Regions from separate parts of the Mus musculus genome. Here region 1 is linked to region 2. The links are chromatin contacts, called in public HiChIP or PLAC-seq maps. All regions are on one chromosome and are shown on one strand. The core of a region is the stretch at or near the end of the contact, and the rest is flanking DNA. Distances in the headings are between cores, read along the strand shown. Region 1 overlaps Satb1 (special AT-rich sequence binding protein 1). Region 2 has its middle 88 kb from the start of C330011F03Rik.

The links. HiChIP or PLAC-seq counts read pairs in DNA pulled down with a chosen protein or histone mark.
Region 1: an H3K4me3 HiChIP or PLAC-seq map of embryonic basal ganglia shows a contact between it and region 2, with 4 times the contacts expected there. The contact joins two enhancer-like sites. A contact is called at or near these places in 1 of 115 datasets of contacts at active chromatin or transcription factors (embryonic basal ganglia) and 1 of 9 other capture datasets (embryonic stem cells).

The regions. Positions count from the first base shown.
Region 1 is chr17:51,786,783-51,793,255 of GRCm38.p6, reverse strand. All of the region lies in intron 5 of Satb1 (special AT-rich sequence binding protein 1), which reads left to right. Among named protein-coding and RNA genes, the nearest start is that of Satb1, 43 kb to the left of the region's middle. Within about 2 kb of position 2,460, at least 54 of the 459 cell types and tissues checked have an H3K27ac peak or open chromatin away from gene starts, as enhancers often do. A contact at or near this core is called in embryonic basal ganglia, where this site is marked.
Region 2 is chr17:51,356,644-51,362,927 of GRCm38.p6, reverse strand. No RefSeq gene overlaps it. Among named protein-coding and RNA genes, the nearest start is that of C330011F03Rik, 88 kb to the left of the region's middle. Within about 2 kb of position 4,412, at least 9 of the 459 cell types and tissues checked have an H3K27ac peak or open chromatin away from gene starts, as enhancers often do. A contact at or near this core is called in embryonic basal ganglia, where this site is marked.

The DNA of each region.
Region 1 (6,473 bases), core at 1,211-3,710, 430 kb before region 2:
TGTACAGGGTGTGCTTGAGGAGTGCTGTGTATATAGCACAATTGATTCTTCCCTAGGGTCTTTGGAAAGACAATCCTCTCACAGACTCTTGCCCCTGTCGGAAGACACAGTGGGGATTCAGGTTTCTCTGTGTTATGCCCACTTGCTTTGAAATATCATATACCTTTACTAATACTACTAGTGATAGATCTTTTGTAACAAATGCTTTACTGTTTCAGCTCTGCATATTTAAGTGGTTTGAAGGTTTGATTGTAGAAGAAAGGAGGACAGGGTGGAGAATTTGGTCAAATGATATTATCTGGTGTTTGTGTAAAATTACTTTAACTGCATGGAAGAAGCATAGAAACTGCACCAACGTTTTCTATAGAAGCTATGACTTGTGCTATTAGATATTTAAGATGTCTACACTTGGCAAAATGATGATGTCTTCAACCTTTTGAAGATACATTTGGGTGAGATGAGAGCTGCGGTGGTTGTGTTGCCTTCCACTTCCTTCAGGATTCCTTCGGAACTTTATATAGTATGAACTTTATATAGTATGTTCATTTTGGCTGGTGTGTGCTGACTGCTTTGGGTGCAAATGCCATTTCCAAGCATCAGGATTGCTCAGGAATGGCAAGAGCCCTCCCTCCCTCTGACCACTGGAGTTTGAGATTTACCAATAATCTCTCTTTTCCTAACAAATTGAGATTTCAAAGGTGTATCTCTCAAGAGAATAACTTAAAATGTAATAGAAGCTGCATAGTGAAAAATGTGGGGGACATCAGCTAACAAGGACATTAGAGGGCATGACATTTAGTGACCCTGTCACTTACTCTCATAAATGGAAGCACAGTTCCCCTTTTCCCACCCCCAAATACCAGATGGGGACTACCTGCTAATTTCTAACACATTCAGGCCCTGCCACTGTCTCATAGGATATGCCTTTTAAAAAAAGGAAAGATCCTATATGTGGTCTTTTATGTCCTCTGGGATTCAAACAAGACCCCATTAACAAAGGATCTCTATCAGAATAGTGTTTGCGTAAGGTGGGTTCAGCTGTGTTTCATGGCAAGTTCAAGTTTGACTTTTGATTTTTCCACAGACATATAAAGAACTGTTAAGAAAATTCATCTATGGGTAGTCAAGTCTTGTCTAAGGAGTAAGGACACAAACCTGGGAAATAAATTGTGCTTCTCAAAAAAAAAAAAAAAAAGGAAGGAAGGAAGGAAGGAAGGAAGGAAGGAAGGAAGGAAGGAGAAAATAGCAAAGATCTGGTAGTTCAGCAGTTCAGAAAAAACATTCATTTTATTGAAAAATTACTAAAAGATATTTACTCCCTCCTTACCATTAATAAAAAGAGTATGTCAAAATTCATGTTCTAGCTCTGAAAATAACTCTTGAGTTTACCACAGCATTCATACTAGAGGAGAGTCAAGAGTCATGTTTTTGGTTTTGCTTTTGTATATCTTCCATGTGTAGGTATTTCTTTCAGAAAACAATTATTTTCAACTTTATGACAAAGACATTAGCCAGCAGAACAAATACCCTGCAGGTGAGATATAGCCATGAGATTGGCCTCACAGAATCTAACCTATGTGAGATTATTCCCCTTGTTATCTCTCTGGAGTTTTCCAATTGAAAACATATATTCCTTCCTACACGAAAAAAATACTCTGATTCCTTAGTTGAAATTAATTAGCATTCAGAAACCAGATCGCATGTTTTTGGGTATTCATGAGATCTCTGTTTGAAAAAAAAAATGTTTTTAACTTGTAGAAATGTGTTGCAACACACAGATGGGAAGAAAAAGAAAAAAAAAAAACCTCTTTAGCAAGCACTGTGTGTAAAAGGAATATTACATTTTACACGCTCCTGATTGCTCTGTGTAAACAGTTTTTGACATCTGTCTTTATAGTTTCGAGGGGAGGAAGACTTTGTTAAAAGAATCATTTTTATACAGCAGCCACCATTTCAGTCTTGCTTTACCTGTATTATGAAAGCAGATGGTCCGCATGTCTTTTGAATATTTATAACTATCAAAAACAATCTCTTGCTATTCACCCTTAGGCTTATGAGATGTCAGGACTGTTCTGGTTGGAAAAAAAAAATCATCTTGGGTGTTTACAGAAAGAGGATTACATTAAGCTGAAATGACTATACATTTTCCAGTTTAATATTTGTCCATCAGCTGTTTAATCGTATTTAGATAATTGTGTAAATAAGATGTGGTAGCCCTTGCCCTCTCTGCTGAAGGAGCCTGTAAGCTTTCAACATGGGCGAGCCACCATTTTGTAGATGCTGTCTCTCTCTCTCTCCTCCACCTCAGTTAGCCCAGACCTAAGTCCCAAGCAAGTTAGGACCCAGACAGCTCAGTCCCTGTTTGAAAAGCCCCAGAAGCAGAAGGCCAACATGGAGAGCTCAGAAACACCAGGGAGCTGCTGGCTGCCTGGCGTCTAGGAGTGTATTGTCGTATGCAAATGCGGAGCTGAGCAGCCGCTTACCCCTTTAAAAGGGGCCTGGCCTCCTCCTCCTCCTCCTCCTGCCCTGCTCGCCTTGCTTCTGCGGATTTTGGAAAACTTTTGGAATAGTGGGGGTTAACTGGTTTTTTTGACTGGAAGCTGAGCAATCAGAGATAACAGATTTTGCTGTGGTTGGTTGATTTGGCAGAAAAGCATGAACAGTTTTGGTTTAAATGATTGAATAACCTGATTAGCATTGTTTTGGGGTGGTTTTTTTTTTTTTTTTTTTTTTTCCTTCTTCTTCTTCTTCTTTTTTTGAGGGGGGTTGTTAAAGGCACAACAAAGCAATTTGAACAGTAATCAGATCACTGGCCCTTCCCGGGTTGACAACCTTGTTCTTGAGTAAGGCTGCACTTTCTCCCAAACCATTCATGTTGGCCACTAAAGTGACCAAGAGAGAATCATAAATCCACCTTCCTTCATTTTTCCAGTGCATTATACATATACACTACTGCCTGTGTCATTTCCTAGCAGGGGCTTGGAAGAAGCCAGCATTTGGGGAAATTACGTAACCTCAACCAGTTCCTTGCTTTTTTTTTTTTTTTTTTTTTAATGTTTTCCACATTGAGAGACCTGCAGATTTTCGAGCAAAGGTTTAGAATGTTCCAACAATATGTAAGTCAGGCTTTAGAAAAATTCCACCCTTACCTTTTCACAATTAGAAAGGTTATAAATAATGTATTTGGCTGAAAAGGAGGCTCAGCCTGTGGCAGATGGTACCCTTCTAGAGGGCTGGGGTTTCTGGGAAGACGGCATTCTCGCAGATCGGAACTTTAGCAGACTCAGAAAGAGCCAAGCTCCTCATAGGGAGTAGACATGTGCTTTATGGATCTTAGAAAAGCTTACAACTTGGCTCCTAGGAGGAGAATATTGTGTCACACTGGGGTTAGGAGACCCACGGCCAATTTCTGCCAACTTTTAAATTGTATCTCCCAACACCGGGATCAGAGGCCTGGGATTAGGTTAGTGTGCCCTGTGGCAGCGTTTGAACTCGGGAATTTCTAGCACAGGAGTTTAGTCACTTGGATTAATTGACTCCCAGAATGTTAATGTTCTTACACCTACTGGCCACCAACTGATTAGAAAACTTGCCACACAAGTCGAGTCTTTCAAAGTGCTCATATAAATAGACACCAAGGGAGCAAAGCAGGAACGACCAGCAGCCTCTTTGGAGACATCTGCAGGGTTGATTTTGAAAAACCTGGAGAGGGATCTCTTGCTAATTAATGAACAAAGGCTCTCAAAGCTAGGAAATTGGGATTTAAAAGTTCACTTGACAGTGATGCTGTTGCCTTTGACCCTGAAGGGCAAAGGGAAGAAGGATGCCCCAGTGACTCAAAGGAGTTCTTCCTTTCTGTGGTCCTTCTAACTCTCTATAGGTGTGTTCAACCTTGTGGCGAGATCAGTTTAGAAGAAATGCTCAGTGTAGGAAGTGCTAGCCACAGTGGCTTTGGCTGCTTGGATGTGGGAAGGAAGGAAGGCAGGCCTGGCAGAAACTAAGCCACAGAAGAGCCTGAAGGATGAGCAGCTCCCAGACAGAGATGCAAGAGCCTGGAACTACCTCCAGGTCTGAGGAGTTGAGCGAGTCTTCCAGTTCTTGTGAGATCATCCCAGCTTCACTGAGCTGAGATGTCGGAAACAAAGGGGAAGTCGGCTCTTTGCTATTTGCCCCTTGTCGGCCCTTGACCACACCTGCCACTCCATTTAATTAGAGCATCCTTCAGTTTTCCTAAAGAGATATTTCTGTGGAGACAAGGAGATGTCGCAGTTGGTCATGAGCTGGTGGCACATGCGTGAAGACTTAAAATGGATCCCCAGCACATACATAAAGAGCCTTGCATAGCTGCTTGGAATTCCAGTAGTGACAACGTGGGACAGGGGGATCCTTGTGGCTAAGAGTTAGTGAGAGACTGTTTCTGAAAATATGGTGGAGTGTGACTAAGGAACAGATCTGATATTAACCTCTGGTTTACACATACACACATATACATGTACTCACACAGACATCATTTTGAAAATTATATATACTACTCTTCTTATTTGAAGCATCCTGATTTTTTTTTTTGGGTGTTGCATGAGTACGTGTGTGTGTGTGTGTGTGTGTGTGTGTGTGTGTGTGTGTGTGTGTGTGTGTGTATGTGTGTGTCGACATGTTTGTGTGCTAGAGGGTGTGTGAGAAGCTCAGAGGATGATGTATGGAAGTCAGTTTTCTACTTCTAATTCCTGAGGATTGAGCTCAGTGAATCAAGTTTAGCAGGCGCTTTTTCCTGCTCTGCCATCTCAGTGACCCTATTGAAAGCATTTTTGGCGGATCTGTGTTACAAAAGTCCAAGGAGGAAGTAGTGAAGTACAGGAAGAGGGTACTCTAGCAAACGGTAAGATCACTTTAGGCAAAGATCACATAGCCTACAGATTTAGGGTTAAGCAGGGGCAGGGGAAGCCATGGTGACTGGACACATATGGATATGTGTCTGTATATGGATAATAAACTGCACAGCACTTTTATATATGAGCTGTAATTTTAATGAAGGACTTCAGAATGTGTTCACTCATTGTGCAAGCTCTCCTTCCTCCACACCATTGGCTCAGAGAGTCACAGGATAGTGAGATGATGTAGGACATCCTAGTAGGTAGCAGACTTCTCGGGCAGAGATTCTGTCCTCCATACCAGCCAGTGCGTCAACTAGCAAATGGAATCTGTAGAACCAAGGAAGGCAAACCAGACTGGCTACTTATTGAAAACCTCTGCACAATTGAGGAAGTCTGTATGTTTCTAAAAGTATGAACTCCTATGCTGTGTTATATTAACACAGGAAAGGATTAGAATGTCTAGGTAAAGGGTGATAATAGTTCTTTGTTTTTTTAGAAATTTGGCCTAAGTGGAGGGCCATCAACTGTCCTCCATCTGTGGAACCACCGTTCTCCCTCAGTGACCTCAATAGTTGTGCTAGAGTCTCACATTGATCCATTATTACAGTAGAGTAACTCTGATGGAAGCTGTGGATTGCTAACTGGATCAGGTAGTCCTGGCTCTGGTTTTGGCAACTTGCTAAGTGTCTTTTTGCGCCATGGACCGTGGGAGGCTCTTAGTGAAATTGCAAGCGATTGGATTAATGGCAGGGCTTCGAGAGCACATTAAGAATGTCTTTTTAGAGAAATAAAGTGTAATGACTATAAAGTAGGAAGTGTGGGGGACAAACGCTATCCCAGGGCCTCAGTGGAGAGATCGCTGTGTTTTGCATAAATAATGCAACTCTAGCTTACCCATCACTCCCAGGTCTTGAGAGGATCCCCAAACTTACACATTTCAGGAATGTGTGTGTGTGCTACAGAATTAACACCGATGATGGATGTCAGAGTTAATAATAGCCCAAAGAGCTTTACATTTGAAGTAGCTTAAAGAAGATAATGATATAAAAATATTCTTGTCCCCAAACTGGCTTTTCTGGTTGTTCACTGCCTCCTGACAATGGAGTCTTCTGTAAGCTGTTTCCCTGTAGATCAGCCAGTCTGAAATTTAAGCTCTTAAGTTTCTACTCACAGGACCAGGAGGCTTGGTGCTTCAGTCTTCTAAGACTCAATAGGGAGTTAATTTAGCTACTAGAGACTGTGGGTGAACCAAGAATTAAGTAACAGCAATTACTATAACCAAAATTATCTGGGAAAAATGGTGTTATTTATTGAAAGTGTGGTTGTGTTTTTTTTTTTTTTTTTTTATTTTAAACCTTCTCTTAACATTATTGTCTTCATTTGTACTTATCAAATGGCTAGCTGTTTTCAATGCCTTTTTGTTTGTTTGAGTCTCATAACATAAATGAGGTGCTCTAGACCTCAGAGATCTGTCTGCCTCTCCCTCCCTAGTGCTGGAATTATAGGCGAGCTCCATATGTGTAGCTCTTCATGGCTTGCTTGGGTTTTTTGTTGTTTTTATTTTTGTTTTTGTTTTAATATTTTTTATTATTATGTATTTTC
Region 2 (6,284 bases), core at 3,163-5,662:
TCCTATACACGGCCATGCTTTTCTTTGTTACTGGAGCTGTTAGCTAGGTTCCAAGTAGCCATGAACCACACTTAGCTGCAGCCCGTGGGGCGAGGGGGCTGGGGGGCGAGGTACACAGATGTATAGTTAGTTTTTATGTCCTGTAGGGATCCCCTTGAAACGTGTTAAAAATGTCAGTCAAGACATCTGGTCAGCTGTCCTAGTCCATATTGGGGTTTCTCGGCTACTGTTATCCCCCAATATGCTTAGAGCATTGCCAATATGCTTTCTCCACAGAAGCAGCAGTGTGTTCCCTCTGGTTTTCTCAGTTCGTCCCCAGCACTAGTGTTTATAGAGTCACGTACTGAGCAGAATGAAACCCGCACCACTCCGGTGTCCTGGCTGATGAAAACAGGTCGGACAATCCTTGTGCAATCAGGGATGGAACCGATTGGCTTAGGTTGGGTCCATCTTGCAGACTGCAAAAGAATCAGCTGTCACCAGTGCCATGCGGCAGATGGACAGTTTGCATCCGATTTCCAGTCAGGCGCCAAACCCTTTAGAAGCATTGGCAGCCAGAGCGCCATCAGGCAGCAGCCTTTGATGGCCTGCAGATGGCTGCCGCAGCCATCTTGCCTCTGCATTCTGAGAGGCCCTTGTCTTACTTTCAGGCAGCGTTCATTCTGGCCTAGGCCCACTGCGCCTTAGAGAGAGAGGGGGCCGCTGGTCTAAGAGGTTCTCATCACCAGCCAGAACCTAACAACTCAGCTTCCACTTCTACTGGAAGCTGCTGAAACTGGAAGCTCTTTAAAGAGAGAGCAACTGCCCAAGCACACCCACGTTGGTCTGATCCTTCCTACCTTAGCCTTTCCACCCTTCTTCAGACAGTAAACTATCCCCCCGCCCCCCGAACATTTGGGCCTTTTGATGGGCCACATCTCTACTACACAGATTTCTGAGTAATTGGTATAAGAAGTTGGTTGTTCCTTCAAAACTAAATAAAAGTGGGGAGCGGGCAGGAGTGAGAGAGCAAAGGTAGGGTAGAGGGTGGGGCTGGAGAGCACCGGGGCTTCTTCCTCTTGCTTGAGACATCCTGAAACAAACCCTGCCCGTTTTCTCCTGCCCAGGTCAAAGGTTAGCTCAAACAATCTTACCCCCAAAACTCTATCACCAACCAAATTATCACCAAGCCTTCAATCCAGACTAATTTGCCTTGCAACTTAGAGGATTAAAGCCCTTGGAATCCTGCTTCATCGGGTTCCGACTTGCCCTGAGCCTTCCATAGGAAAAAAAGCATCGTCTTCATGGTAGGACCACTAATCTTGTATCATGAATAGCCCAGAGAGATCTGTCAGAAAGCTGAGCCTGGAGGTCTTCCAAACAGAGCCTCTGCACATTTGGTAGGAGCAGTTAGGAATTCTGACTGGCACTATTAGTTAGAAGTCATGTCACTGTGCCGTAGGAGTCAGGGTGACTCCTCCCCGCTGAAGACCTACCAAGACATTTCTACTGCATCCAACACCCCCCAAGATAGAGCATGGCAGGCTGGGGAAATTTGGAGTGAGTGTCTGATGGAAAATTGAAAACAAACTCAGTGAGAATCAATTCAATCATGTGTGATTTCCAACCACTCAAAAGTAGTGGAAATATTTGGTAAAAATATATAGATATAAATTGCCAATTAATGCAAACTGGTTAAAGTCAGTAAATGGAAAAAATAAAAAGTTAATTAGTGCCTTTGGAAGCTTTGTTTTATACACATCATTTGCAGGTGCTAAAAAAAAAGTGAAAAATAACCATTATAATTACTGGTATTCAAGGATTCATATTCCCTGTGTAATTTATTTAGGATTATCAGTTTCCTTGTAGTTATACAAAAGGCCTGTCAAGGTGTTTCCCACGTGTTTGGCTCATGTGTGTTCCAAAAACCAGCCAAAACGCTGTTGTATTGCACCCTGCACAGGGAGGCTACTCTTAGGGAAAAACTAGGCCAAGTTCTACCTGGATCTCTGTCTTGGTTAAATTATCTTACATATGCTTTAATTTTTTTTCTTGTTCTTCCTGTCTTTATCTCTCTCTCTCTCTTTTTGTTAAAATACATCTGTGTTTGTAGACTGCCCTGGTTGATATCTTATTGAGGAGTGGGTGTGCTCACACCTGGTATAGTATATGTAGCTTAACAATACATATCATTACATTATTTACTGCTCATTTTATGTTATTCAATAGTAAACTGCAAATTAACCCTCCAAGAACCAGGCAGGAAAAAATGCCCCACTAGATATGAGATAGCCAATGAAGGCGTTCTCCCTGAGGAGGACTGCTCAGAGAGCATCCATAACTGTATTCATAAACACGGAAGTATGTTCATTACAGTGGGGATGCCCACCAGAGCCAGCTAATTCCTCTCCCAGGAAATCTGTTTCATAATGATATCCCTTACCACACCACACTTGTACTTATGCTGATAACACAGGTTATAAAAGGGACTTAGGACAGGAGGCAATTAATGTACCGGCTCTTTAACCTCCTTTATTAGAGTACATCAGGCACCGAAGGGAGCTGGCGTTATATTTCTGGTGATACCGTTTCGTGCCATCTCAGCCCTGTCTTACTTTGCACGGATTCATATTCTGGTTTGACCTTTTGGTCACTGATTCAGCTACAGACAAGTAGAGGAGGGAGCCAGTGAAATGGACACCAACAAAGAATGATTCTCCCACCTGAGGGGAGAAACCATCCTTATCACCCTGGCTTCAGGACCCATAGCACCTTCCACGGACCCCTACCGTCCTCACAAAAATCATGCCCAACAACGCAAAACAAGTCTAGTCATGCTTCCAGTTAGGGGCAGAACCCAAATCGGAATTCCTGATTCCTAGAGGGGGCCCCAACTCCATCTGATTCCGCATTTCAAAACAAAAAAGCCATCGCTAACAAGAAATCATTAAAGACTGGTCCCTGAGAAGTATAGTAATTAAAGTATAAATATAAGTAAGTTCAAAAAGGGAAGGAAGAGAAGGGGAAAGAAAAGTGAGGGTGGAGTGGGCAGAGGGAGTCTTTACATTAGATTGCAAGAGGGGCGGTTCTCCAAGTTTCAAGTAAGCTCCTTGCTGACCAAAAGTATCCCTCCTTGCCTCATTTACAGGAATGAGAAGAAAATGTAGGTGTTGGGCCAAAAGTAAACACATTATTAACCCGGAGTTTTCCAGAAAAAGAGATACAATGTAATTTGAGATCAGGAGGGAAAAAAACTATTCTGTCTTGCTACCGAAACACCAGACTAAGCTTTAAAGAACCCCACAATGTCTTGTGGCTCAGTTAGCCAGTCTAAACATCAGCAGCAATCTAGTTACATACTGTTGGCAATTAACTTGCTAAATTAAGATTTGCAATAGAAAACAAGACATCTTACCATCCCCTATGTTTTATTGATATTTTTTTCTTAAAGAAAAAAAAAAAAGCAGCTTTCTTCAAAACAGTCATTTCTATTTCAAGGAGACCAAGCACAAAGTTTCCTGAATTTGGCTCTAGAGAACAGCCGTCCTCAGATCCGCTGGGCAGAATATCAAAGAATAGCCGTCCATACTTCAAACATGAGGTATAGAACGGCATTCAAATCCTAGGGCTGTGGACAGTAGCTTGGAGATATTGAGGGGCTCTCACTTTAATTCCTTCCTTCTCTTTTCTACAGTCATGGAGCAAATGGTCCGGGGATAAACATTATAAAAACTGGTGTGGTATAAAGAGATGTGTCCATGTCCATTCCCCTGGCTGCCTGTGTATTAAGAGAGCAAATATGGGTTAATTAGGAGCCCAGATCTTTTTCATCAAAACTAGCCACAAACAAGGTGATTTCTCAGGGCTAATTCCTACCCAGGGGATAGTGAGCGTTATTCTGAATGACCAGAGACATTTCAGAAGGCAAAAGCCAGTCCCCATATCCAGGCTGTTCCAACTACTTGCTCCCTGCGGTTTGGAATGCCGCAGAAGCTCCGATGACATGAGCTCCAGCCTCTCACAGTGAATGGAAATGAGAAAAGGTATCCTCCTCTGAAACATGCTAAAAAATACAGCAATTACCCGGTACAGAGGTGGCGTTACAAACTCCTATCCCAAAGCATTGTTTCAGATGTGATTTCCGTTGCAGAAACTGAACTAATAGAAACATCCCCATCAATATGAATTTGAGATATTTCTTACAATATATATCACCTTTCTACTGCCTGCAACCTTCTGCCAGGCTTTTTTTTCCCTCCCTTTTCTTTTTAGGAGGTGCTTTGAGGAGACCATACCATGAGAACAATACACAGCTGCTGCTGTATAGAGATATCTAATTGTCAATATTGTAGAAATTCTACAGCTTATTACGTGCATTCAGTCTAATTCTGGGCAAATTGCCAGTCACTTCAGGGACAATCAAGTGAGCCACATCACACGTGGTATAGCATCAGAGCTTTAAGATACCCGGCTGTTTTGCCTCTGGCCAGAGAGTGTTTGTACCAGTGCTACCGAGTGAAGGGGGGTAACTACAGATAAAATAAAATTTGTATTTTTTTTTCAAGTGGGCTACATTTCAAGCCCAGATGTTAGTAATGAAAGATTCAATTTAAGGATTTAAATTACAAATAAATAAAGTATGAAACAGATGTGATTTTTAAGGAAGTTCAAATTATCCAGGAAGAAAAATATCTCTGTGCATGACAAAGTAATAGGGATTGTGTTGAAGAGTCTGTTGGAAGCAATCTGCTAAGCGCAATTCACCCTTAGGACAGGATTGGTTTGGAATGGGAAGGACTGGTGGAGCTTGTCATTAAACAAAAATTGTGTTTAATAAAACTTTATAACCGTGATTAATCCTATGAGGCCCTAAAGGAGTTTGCAGTTGATAAACACATTTTCCTTGTTTGCAATGGTAATGATATTTTGGAGTGAATGGAAAAAGAACAAAAAAAGAAAAAGAAAAAAACTCTAAGGGGATAAAAATGGAGGGTTTGGCAGGTACCACCTAGGCAGAAATTCCAGGGACTCATAAGATATACGGACCACCCATTAGGAGACTGCTTTAATGCTTGTGTGACTCACATACCATAGAAGGGCATCAACTTAACAGAGAAACAAAGCTATCTTGCAAGCAGTAACGGAGCACATCTTTATTTATACAAACTAATAAGGCTTCTTTCTTGCAAGCTGACAATTAGATTTGCCTATCAAAAGGATGACAGTGATTTAAGACACGGCATCTCAGAGTGGGAAATTCTCCCCTGCAAATACAAGCAGAAGGGTTGGTTAAGGGCTTTGCTGCCTGGAAGAGTGGCCATTAGTCACCAGTGGCTATTTAAATTTTAATTTTAATCTATTAAAATTAAATAAAATTAAGGATTACACTTTCCATCATGGTAGTCATAATTGAGTAACGTAACAGTCATATGCAGCTAGGTGGCCACCATATTGGACAGGGTAAATAAAGAGAATTCTGCCACTACCAAAACCTCTGCCGCCTAGCATCATTACATAGTAATTCCCAAGATTAGATTTGGACAGCAGGAGGTAAAATGTGATCACTACTTGGTTTTTCTTTACCGTCCCGGCTCTCACCCATACAAAGTGTGCGGACACACACCTACATGTTCTCATACACAAATAGGGTGATTAAACAGCTGTTAGATTAACCTTCCTGGGCCCCAAAGAAAAATCACCCCCAGATCTCAGCTTTGGTAGCCTGACTTTTCCAACAGGTGACTAAGGGCAAAAACCATCCAGAGTCTCACACTTGGAGTGCAGGCTTTATGTGAGGTGGGTACCTAGCATCAGTGGTCAGTCCTCAGCTGCCAACAGTGATTTAAGACAAGGCATCTCATGGGACATTCTCCCATGCAAGTACAAGCAGAAGGGTTGGTTTAGGGTTTTGCTGCCCAGAAGAGTGGCCATTTGTCACCAAGGAATTGAATCATTCTAGAGGGCTTTAATAAAAGAATTAGAAAGAAAGAAAAGAAAAGAAAAGAAAGAGAAGAGAAGAGAAGAGAAGAGAAGAAAGAAAAGAAAAGAAAAGAAAAGAAAAGAAAAGAGAGAGAGAGAGAGAAAGAAAGAAAGAAAGAAAGAAAGAAAGAAAGAAAGAAAGAAAGAAAGAAAGAAAGAAAGAAAGAAAGAAAGAAAAAGATGTTTTCTTTCAACATGCAAGCCCCCTCCATGGTGACGATGTGTGGGGTGGAATCTTGTCTCCTGGGCATCTTCCCCAGTGCCAGCTGAGCACCACACAAAGCCACCCGGAAGAACAGCACAGCGTCTTTGTGTGCGGAGCATCA